Regions from separate parts of the Mus musculus genome. Here region 1 is linked to region 2. Evidence: chromatin contacts called from public HiChIP or PLAC-seq data. All regions are on one chromosome and are shown on one strand. The core of a region is the stretch at or near the end of the contact, and the rest is flanking DNA. Distances in the headings are between cores, read along the strand shown.

Region 1 (3,969 bases), core at 928-3,427, 790 kb after region 2:
CTCTCTCCTCTCTCTATCTCTCTCCACTCAATCAGGCTTCTGTGAAACTCCGGTGCCCATTCAGCCTCTCACCTCACTCTCTCAAACACCTGGAGCTGTCTGAACACGCTTCTGTCCTCAGTCATGTCTTAATCACATTTTCTAAAATGACAGAATCTCATGTAGCTCAGGCTAGCTTAAAATCCTTGTATGTAGCTAAGGTTAACTTTGAACTCTGGATCCTACTGCCCTTACTTTCTACAGGCTGAGACTATAGGCATGTTCCATAACTCATGTGTTCAGCTTTCAATACTCTGTCTGACCAACAGTCTATTGTTGAACGTTTTAACCATACCAATCCAATTGGTAAAATCCATGTACTGGTTTTATTAGCATTTTCTCTTTTGCCTTCCTTTTAAAAGTTATAGCCTTTGGCCAAGTATAATAAAGCAATCCATTGCCTATAATACCAGCAGCTGGGAGGCTAAGGCAGGGGGATGGCTTTGAGTTCCATGCCAGCCTGGTATGAGATTCTGGTATGAGACTGTGTCTCAAGAAAACAAAATGAACAAATAAGTAAATGAGTGAATGAATAATAAAGTTTTATTATTTTTAAAATGTCTTGCACGGTGGCTTGTGCTTGTCATTGTGGCTATCCAGAACATGAGACAGGAATGGTGTGACTTCCGTATCAGCCTGGGCTACCCTACTTCAAAACCCACTCACCCCCCAAAATTAAAATTAAATATGTATATAGTGGGGGATTTTTGTTTTTGTTTTTGCTAGCTGTGCAGTGTATTCCCATAATCCTAGCACTGGGGAGGCTAAGACAGGAGGATTGCTGTGAGTTGGAGGCTAGCCTGGTCTGTAAATCAAGTTCTAGGATAGCCAGGGCTATATAGAAAGACAATGTCAAGAGAGAGACAGAGACAGAGAGAGAAGAGGGGAGGTGTCATTCTCCTGTAACCCTAGCGTTTGGGAGATGAAGGCAGGATGATCAGGAATTCAGAGACAGCCTCATCTACACAATAAGTTCCAGTCTAGCCTGGACCACATGACTCCAAAAATAAATACATACATACATACATAAAACTAAGCCTTTGAGATGGCTTAGATGGCAGAGACACTTGCTGTGAAGTCTGAAGACCTGAGTTCTACTCCTGGGATCAGTGTGACAGGAGAAAGTGGATTCTTGGATGACCTCTGACTCCCACATGTATGCTGTGGCATACTCCCTTGCTCATCATACACACATGATCACAAAAAATTTTTTAAAATATGGTTGGTTAGAAATACCACCTAGCCTAGGCAAGGCCACAGGTTTAATCCCAAGTAGGAAAAAAAAAAAGGCTCCTAATTCCTGGGGCCGCCTGACAGAGTTCTGGCATGGCCAAGTGGGAAGTGGAATTGCGCAGCCCCTGCTAGCCTGGGTGGGGGTGGGGTGTGTGCACAAGGCTTGAGCTGCACTGGGTCTACTCTGTGGCAAGTGCAGCCAGGTGTATGTGCGTGAGTGCGCCAGGTGTGCATTCAAGTGGGTCAGCGTGCCAGGCAGGTGTGTATGTGCCTGAGACTGGGCGTGGGTTGGTGGGTGTGTTTGTCATTCTTGTGTCCTCAGGCCCTAGGAGCCTCTAGCTGGAGCCCTGAGAACTCCGTGGAGGTGGCCGTGGGAGGTGACTAACTCAGACCTGGGAAGCCTTTGCTTCCTCTGCTCCCTGGCAATGGTCACACTTGAGGTTGGGGAGTCTTGGAACTGGTGACACCGAGACCATGCACAGAGGAGCAGAGTTCCTGTCCAGAGTTTTGGGGGTGACAGCGAGGAAATGGAGAAGAGCTTCAGTGAAACTTCAGGCAGGGCAGTGGTGGTGCACACCTTTAATCCCAGCACTCGGGAGGCAGAGGCAGGCAGATTCCTGAGTTCAAGGCCAGCCTGGTCTACAGAGTGAGTTCCAGGACAGCCAGGGGGCTACACAGAGAAACCCTGTCTCGAAAAACCAAAAACTGAGGCTCTGTTTATATAACCCAGATCAGGAGGGCCAGGGCAGGGCTAGTTTCAGCCAGGCTCCAACCCTTACCATGTCTTCTATGTGTAGAAATGGAGCCCCAGAGTTCTTGATTAGCAGCCTGTCTGGAGGGGTTCCTTTGAGCTAGCAGCCGGATGTGGGTAGGTAGAGTGGGAGAGCTAGCTGTCTTCCTGCCCTGTTCCCGTCTCTAAGGGCTCCCAGTCTGACAGTAGAAAATGCTTGCAGAGTTGGGAGTGTAGGTGAGAGGGCTAATGCTCTTCCTTACATGAAGTGGTGAGCTGAGCATTAGAAGTATCCGAATGTCCTCACTTCCAGCCGTCAGCTTTGGGGAGGCATTTTGGGGGCTGTTACTTTGTCCCTATGTAAAGGGCAGGAACTTTGGCCTGTCTATGCTGGATCCTTCTCTTATCTCTCCTGGCTTAACTTCGGGGCCCCAATGGTCTCCAGACTTGCCTTCCTTTACTAGGCCACTCCTTCTGTTGGTCAGCGCTTAGCACTCATAGAGGCCGCTCTGGGCCAGGACACAGAAAGCCAAGTGAGAGCAGATCCTGGGCTCCAGGGACTCCCAGCTGCAGACAGGGAGTCAGGGTGCCTAGCTCGGATGCTCTTCTCTGAAGGAAGGCACGTAGGGAGCCAGTCCAGGTGATGTAGACTACAGATGCGGGGAGTGGGGGCGAGGCCTGGAACAGAGAGAGGGTCCTGAAACTCCCACAGGGCTGGCAACAAGGGGGCGGTGGCCTCTCCCACTGGGAGATGAGTTTCCTTCCCGAAGCTCCTTCTCACGAAGTTCCTTCTCACGCGATGGACCGGAAGGGGTTATGGGCCTATTGTTCCCTGGCACGCTATCCACCCCCCTCCCAGCCCTCCCTAGCTTTTGGGTGGGTAGGAGTGGAGGAAGTGAGCTAAGCCTGGGCCCTGGCAAGACCCCAGTGAAGAGGGTGCAAGTCTTGAAGGATGCTCTCTCTCTCTCTCTCTCTCTCTCTCTCTCTCTCTCTCTCTCTCTCTCTCTCTTTCTCTCTCTCTCTGTCCACTCACGTGAGGCCTGACACTTTATACATACTATCTCATTAAGCCTCTTAGCAGCCCTGTGAGGTAGACCTATTATCCTCAATTGCAAGATGAGAAAAGCCAGGTTATGCAACTGGCTAGAGAATTTGAGCCAACCACCTGCTTTTCACTTTCTGCTTCCCCCTGCCGAGCTGGAACACCTCTTTAACTGCTGGCCCAGGACAGAAGTGCAGAGGTGAAGGTAGGGAGGGGCAGGAAAAAGCAAACAAATGTCACCTTACTGTCTGTCCTTGGGAGAGCACAGGTGGCCTCAGCAAAGACCAGAGGCTGCCTTCCTCCTCAGCATGGTGTGAGGTGCACCAGGTGTAGTCCTTGCCTAGAAATGTCCCTGCTATATAACCTGAGAGCTACCAGACCAGAGGATCCTGTGTCCTGATAATCAGAGAGCAGGGCCTTAGGGAGCTCGCTGAGGGGGTCACTGAGAGTTGGGGAGCCAACCACCTGCTTTTCACTTTCCGCTTCCCCCTGCCGAGCTGGAACACCTCTTTAACTGCTGGCCCAGGACAGCCTCTTCTCCCTGGTCTAGGAGAAGCAGCATCTATTTTCTTGTTCGAGGCGCACTCACATCTGGTTCCAGATACCTTAGTTCATCCATAGATTCCTTTGCCAACTGGAAAATCCTTGCTTGGGAAGTGAATGGCCTTAGGAAGAAATTTACATGACAGATCTGGGTGAGAGGAAACTTAGTGATTAGGTTTATCTGCCTCGGGATGAAGGGATACTGAGAGAGAGATGACCCTGAGGATAAAAGGACCAGGAAGGACCACCTGGCTTAGGGCCACAGATCCCTTCCAAAAGGGTGAACTACTATGGAATCAAAGCGGTGGAGTCACGCTGTGGAATTGTCAGTAGAACCTGGCTTGGGGTCTTCAGGCCCCTCTGAGAACTGGAGTGAGCTGGG
Region 2 (4,018 bases), core at 833-3,332:
AAGTAGAATTTCCACTCCTGAGAGCTCCAGGTGGCAGGAAATCTCAGTGAGAACCAATGCTAACAGGAGGCAGGCCCATGTGCAATGCCTAAGTAGACCTCAAGCTCTTAGCAGAGACCCTGTGGGTTCTGGACCCAACCTTGTAACCACAGGTTCTGATGGCTGGGCACTGGCCAGTATGATATTTTGCTACTCTGCCCGTGTGAGAGAGATCTCCTTGATAGAAAACCCTCAGGACTGCAGAGGTGGCTCAGATGTTAGGAACACTGGCTGCTCTTCAGGAGGACCTGAGGTTGGTTTCCAACACCCCCACAAAAATCACAACTGGCCGTAACTCCAGTCCCAGGGGATCTGACACCCTCTTCTGGCCTCCACAGGGACTGCATGCATATGGTGCCCAGACATACATGCAGGTAAACACCCATACACATAGAAAAATAAAGTGTTTTAAGAAGAAAATTCTCATGTGGGCCAAATGTCACCTCCTTTTGATTTCTACTCTTCTACCTACGGATGCTTCCTCTGTCTACCCTTCCATAGACCCTGTGGATGTCGGAGAGTCTTAGGCAGGGACACAAGCCTGGGGCCTACGCTGAAAAACTTTTGACACATGGAGGTGCTGCTCAATGGTAAAGCACATGCTTAGCATGAGCAAGGCCCTGGTTTGATCTAGCACACACACACATACACACATCTAGCACACACACACAAGTTTGCAACCAGAGGACCAAAGCTGATGCTCAAGACCCACTTTAGTGACCACAGCTTCCTATCAGCCACTCATGTCTGGGCTGACCTGAATCCAGGCATGGATTGTTCCCCCCATCTCAGCCCTCTTTCACAGATGGAAAGACCGAGACCAGAGAGAATGTAGGTGATCAGGTCTCTGAGTTGAGGTGTGTGTGTCGGTCTGTCTGTCTGTCTGTCCACCTGCCTGCCTGTCTGTCTGTGTTTGTGTGTGTTTTAGGAAACTGATGATCCTTAAATCTACCTCCAGGTCTCCCCCTCTTCTTCCCTAAACGTTAGATAGACATGCTATTCCGAGGAACACAGCCTGTTCTGCCACTAAGCTTTTAAGTTCATCACTGTCCAGGCCCAGTCATTGTTCCCCACCCCAGCTCACACACTCACTATCTTCAAACCCAGCTTTCCAGATCAGGAAGCTCAAAGACACCTTCCCAATAGCCCTGTAGCAATACCCCCTGTCATGGCTGGCCTTTGACACTAAGGGACACTGACATCTGAGCCCTGACTGCAAGGGGGCTAGGCCCAACAGACACTCTCCAAGTAGCTTCCACCCTTGCTTAGTCTCTAGACCCTCTACTTCCCACCCTCCCTGATCTCCAAGTCCCCAGTGGGCAGGACTGGCACTTGATCACCCACCGGCTTCTGAGAAGACTGGGCCACATCTCGCCAGCCCCTCCCTTCCCAGCAGCTCCCAGAGCCCACCCGCAGCTGCTCCAGGAGAAGCCAGGCCGCCTCACCCTGCCAGCCAAAGCAGATGCGTTCCCTCCGGCCCTCCACTCCTCCCACTTCCACCCGACCCTGACAGAGGGAGCCTCAGGGAGACAAGAAGGGAAAAAGTGTGTCTTCCCCGGGCAGACTGCCAGCCAGCCCTCACACCCTCCTCCCTCCCCAGCCAGTGCAAGTGCAGATGCTCCAGCCACCACCTCTGTGTGCACACACCTCCTTGCCAGCACCCACAGCACCCAGCTCTGGAGCCGCGCCCACAGGGACTTCAGCCCCAACCTGGCCTCTGTGCCTGTGAACCTCTCTCTAGGCCTCAGTGTCTTCTCAGACCCTGCTAGGGCTGGGGAGGGTCCCTTCTTTTTCTCTTGCGTGCCAGTGGCCTTATCCCAGGCTGGACCCACTGAGATGGGAATCTCACACCCACTAGGGCCTGGCCAGCAGGGGTTAGGGAAAGTGGCAAAGGTCCTGGAAATCCACCCATCTGAACAAGGAGGAAAATTATAAGGCAGAGAAAAGCCTCTTGAAATTGTTCCGTACCACACTAGCCCCACCCTCTTTGCCTGAGGCTGAGGAGTGGTGGAGCTTCACAAAGACTCCATTGAGCCCCACTTCCTCCCTGTCCCAGCCTCCAGCCTGGGTGGACCCTGAGCGATTGGTTCCATCAAAACCTCTCATTTTCCCTCCTACTTCCTCTTGTGCCCAGCATGGCCCCAGGGTTGGCATGTGTGGCTGGAAGCCCCGACACTAGTCCTGCCCCTACAGAGCTCACAGGGGCTCTCCGAGACCACTCCTCCTCTCCTCCGGGAACTCTCATCCTCCTTATAGGCCTCGATACTCTGAGATCATCTTTAGTATATGCCCCTCAGCATGGCTGACCCCTCAGCATGGCTGACTGATAGTGGTTGTTTAGAGGGCCAGCAGCTGAGGCTGGTGCCAGAGCCAGAGCCAGAGCTCAGGCAATAATTGAGGAAACTGTTCTGTTCTGGCCTCTTTGGACTTTCAGGGAACCTAAGAGTCCATAAGAGAGTCAAGGTCCGAGTGTGGTTCTTGTGGCCTCAGAGTTCTTGGAATGAGGGAATGGAGACTATGGTGAGCCCAGCAGAAGTCTCTTGATGCTCGTTCATGGTAGTCATGAGGTCATTACCTCACCGTGCTTGGTGGTCCAACACTGCCCTGGGATGAGGTCTTGTCTCCTGAGAGGGAGGACAGCTCTACATTCCAACCCTGTGTGATTGTAACTTGCCTACTATTGTTCACATGGCCGGGGAGGCTGGAATCAAGTGAGGATAACTGAAGAGCCTCGATGGCCTACAGTCTTCCACCATTGGGCAGCTCTGAACAGTGAGAGCTGCAGACTTGGCCATAACTCAGTGCCATGCCTATGAAGGCCATTGTCCCTGTGGTCTGACCTGAATCTGTCCTACTTCACCTTCAGAGTAGCAGAGGTGAGGGAAGATGAGAGCCTGCTTCAAGATGATGGCCTGGCCTTTCCGTGGGGTGGGATGTGCTGATGGAGAGTATGTGGGGAGGAGATTTAGGAGGAGATAGCCGCCCAGCTAGGCCCACCAGGCAGATTTGCTCTTGCCAAGTGTTCTTAGGAGGGGGCAGATCTGGTAGATTATCCTTCAATCCTGGCCAACTGGGATCCTGAACGCACAGTTCTATCAGTCTTTGTACCCAGGATCCAGCATCCTCACTTACCCCATACCCGACTACACATCCTATCCAGATATGCTGATCCCTCCCCAATTCATGCATGAGCACGTACATGCATGCGCACATACACATGCACATGCACTTGTGTATGAGCTCATGCATACACACACGAACACACACATATGCACATACACATGCATGCACACATGAGCTTGTGCACACACACATATGAACGTGCACAGGAGTTCATGCATACACATGTGTACAACACACAAACACATAGACAAACATGTACACACACACACATGAACATATACATGCATGCACACACAAGCTCGTGCATACAAGCACATGCGCACTCTCGAACACGTATGCACACACACACACACACACACAAGCACACACACATACACACTGGCTACTTGGGTCTGTGGAGACTCCACAGGCTGCTTTGGTCAGCTTGTCACTTTGCTCCATCAGCCCAGAGCAGGAAAAGTCAGTGCCCAGCCTCTGCCCATCCCTAGGGAAACCTCCCTCAGGTTTCCCTGGCTTGAAGGCAGAACTATGGTGGAGAAAAGAGAGGGAGTCCTAGGAGGTGCGAGGGAAGGCGAGCTGGCCTGAGGGCTGGGTGACCTCAGAGAGAATATAGCAGCGGCTCAGGCAGGGCACTTGGCCCATCAGTTTTACAAAGGCTGTATTCAGGTGGGCCCTCACACCAATGAATGTAGACAGAAAGCCCTTCAATCCTGCCTCAGCCCTCCCAAGAATCTAGCCCAGCATCCCTCAGACTCCCTTGAAAACTTCAGCCTCACCCTGCCTTCTCAGACCTGGAACCAGGATATATCACCCTGATGCCAGACCCCACAGGCTACAGTAGAAAAATCCAGCTTCC

Evidence for each region. HiChIP or PLAC-seq counts read pairs in DNA pulled down with a chosen protein or histone mark.
Region 1: a contact with region 2 is called in an H3K27ac HiChIP or PLAC-seq map of T-cell acute lymphoblastic leukemia, with 3 times the contacts expected there. The contact joins two enhancer-like sites. A contact is called at or near these places in 1 of 484 Hi-C or Micro-C datasets (the G1E-ER4 cell line), 1 of 115 datasets of contacts at active chromatin or transcription factors (T-cell acute lymphoblastic leukemia) and 1 of 9 other capture datasets (embryonic stem cells).

Annotation. Positions count from the first base shown.
Region 1 is chr9:57,665,239-57,669,207 of GRCm38.p6, forward strand. No RefSeq gene overlaps it. Among named protein-coding and RNA genes, the nearest start is that of Cyp1a2, 16 kb to the right of the region's middle. Within about 2 kb of position 2,178, at least 22 of the 459 cell types and tissues checked have an H3K27ac peak or open chromatin away from gene starts, as enhancers often do. A contact at or near this core is called in T-cell acute lymphoblastic leukemia, where this site is marked.
Region 2 is chr9:56,875,394-56,879,411 of GRCm38.p6, forward strand. The region is part of intron 1 of Cspg4 (chondroitin sulfate proteoglycan 4); the gene reads left to right. Among named protein-coding and RNA genes, the nearest start is that of Cspg4, 12 kb to the left of the region's middle. Within about 2 kb of position 2,083, at least 53 of the 459 cell types and tissues checked have an H3K27ac peak or open chromatin away from gene starts, as enhancers often do. A contact at or near this core is called in T-cell acute lymphoblastic leukemia, where this site is marked.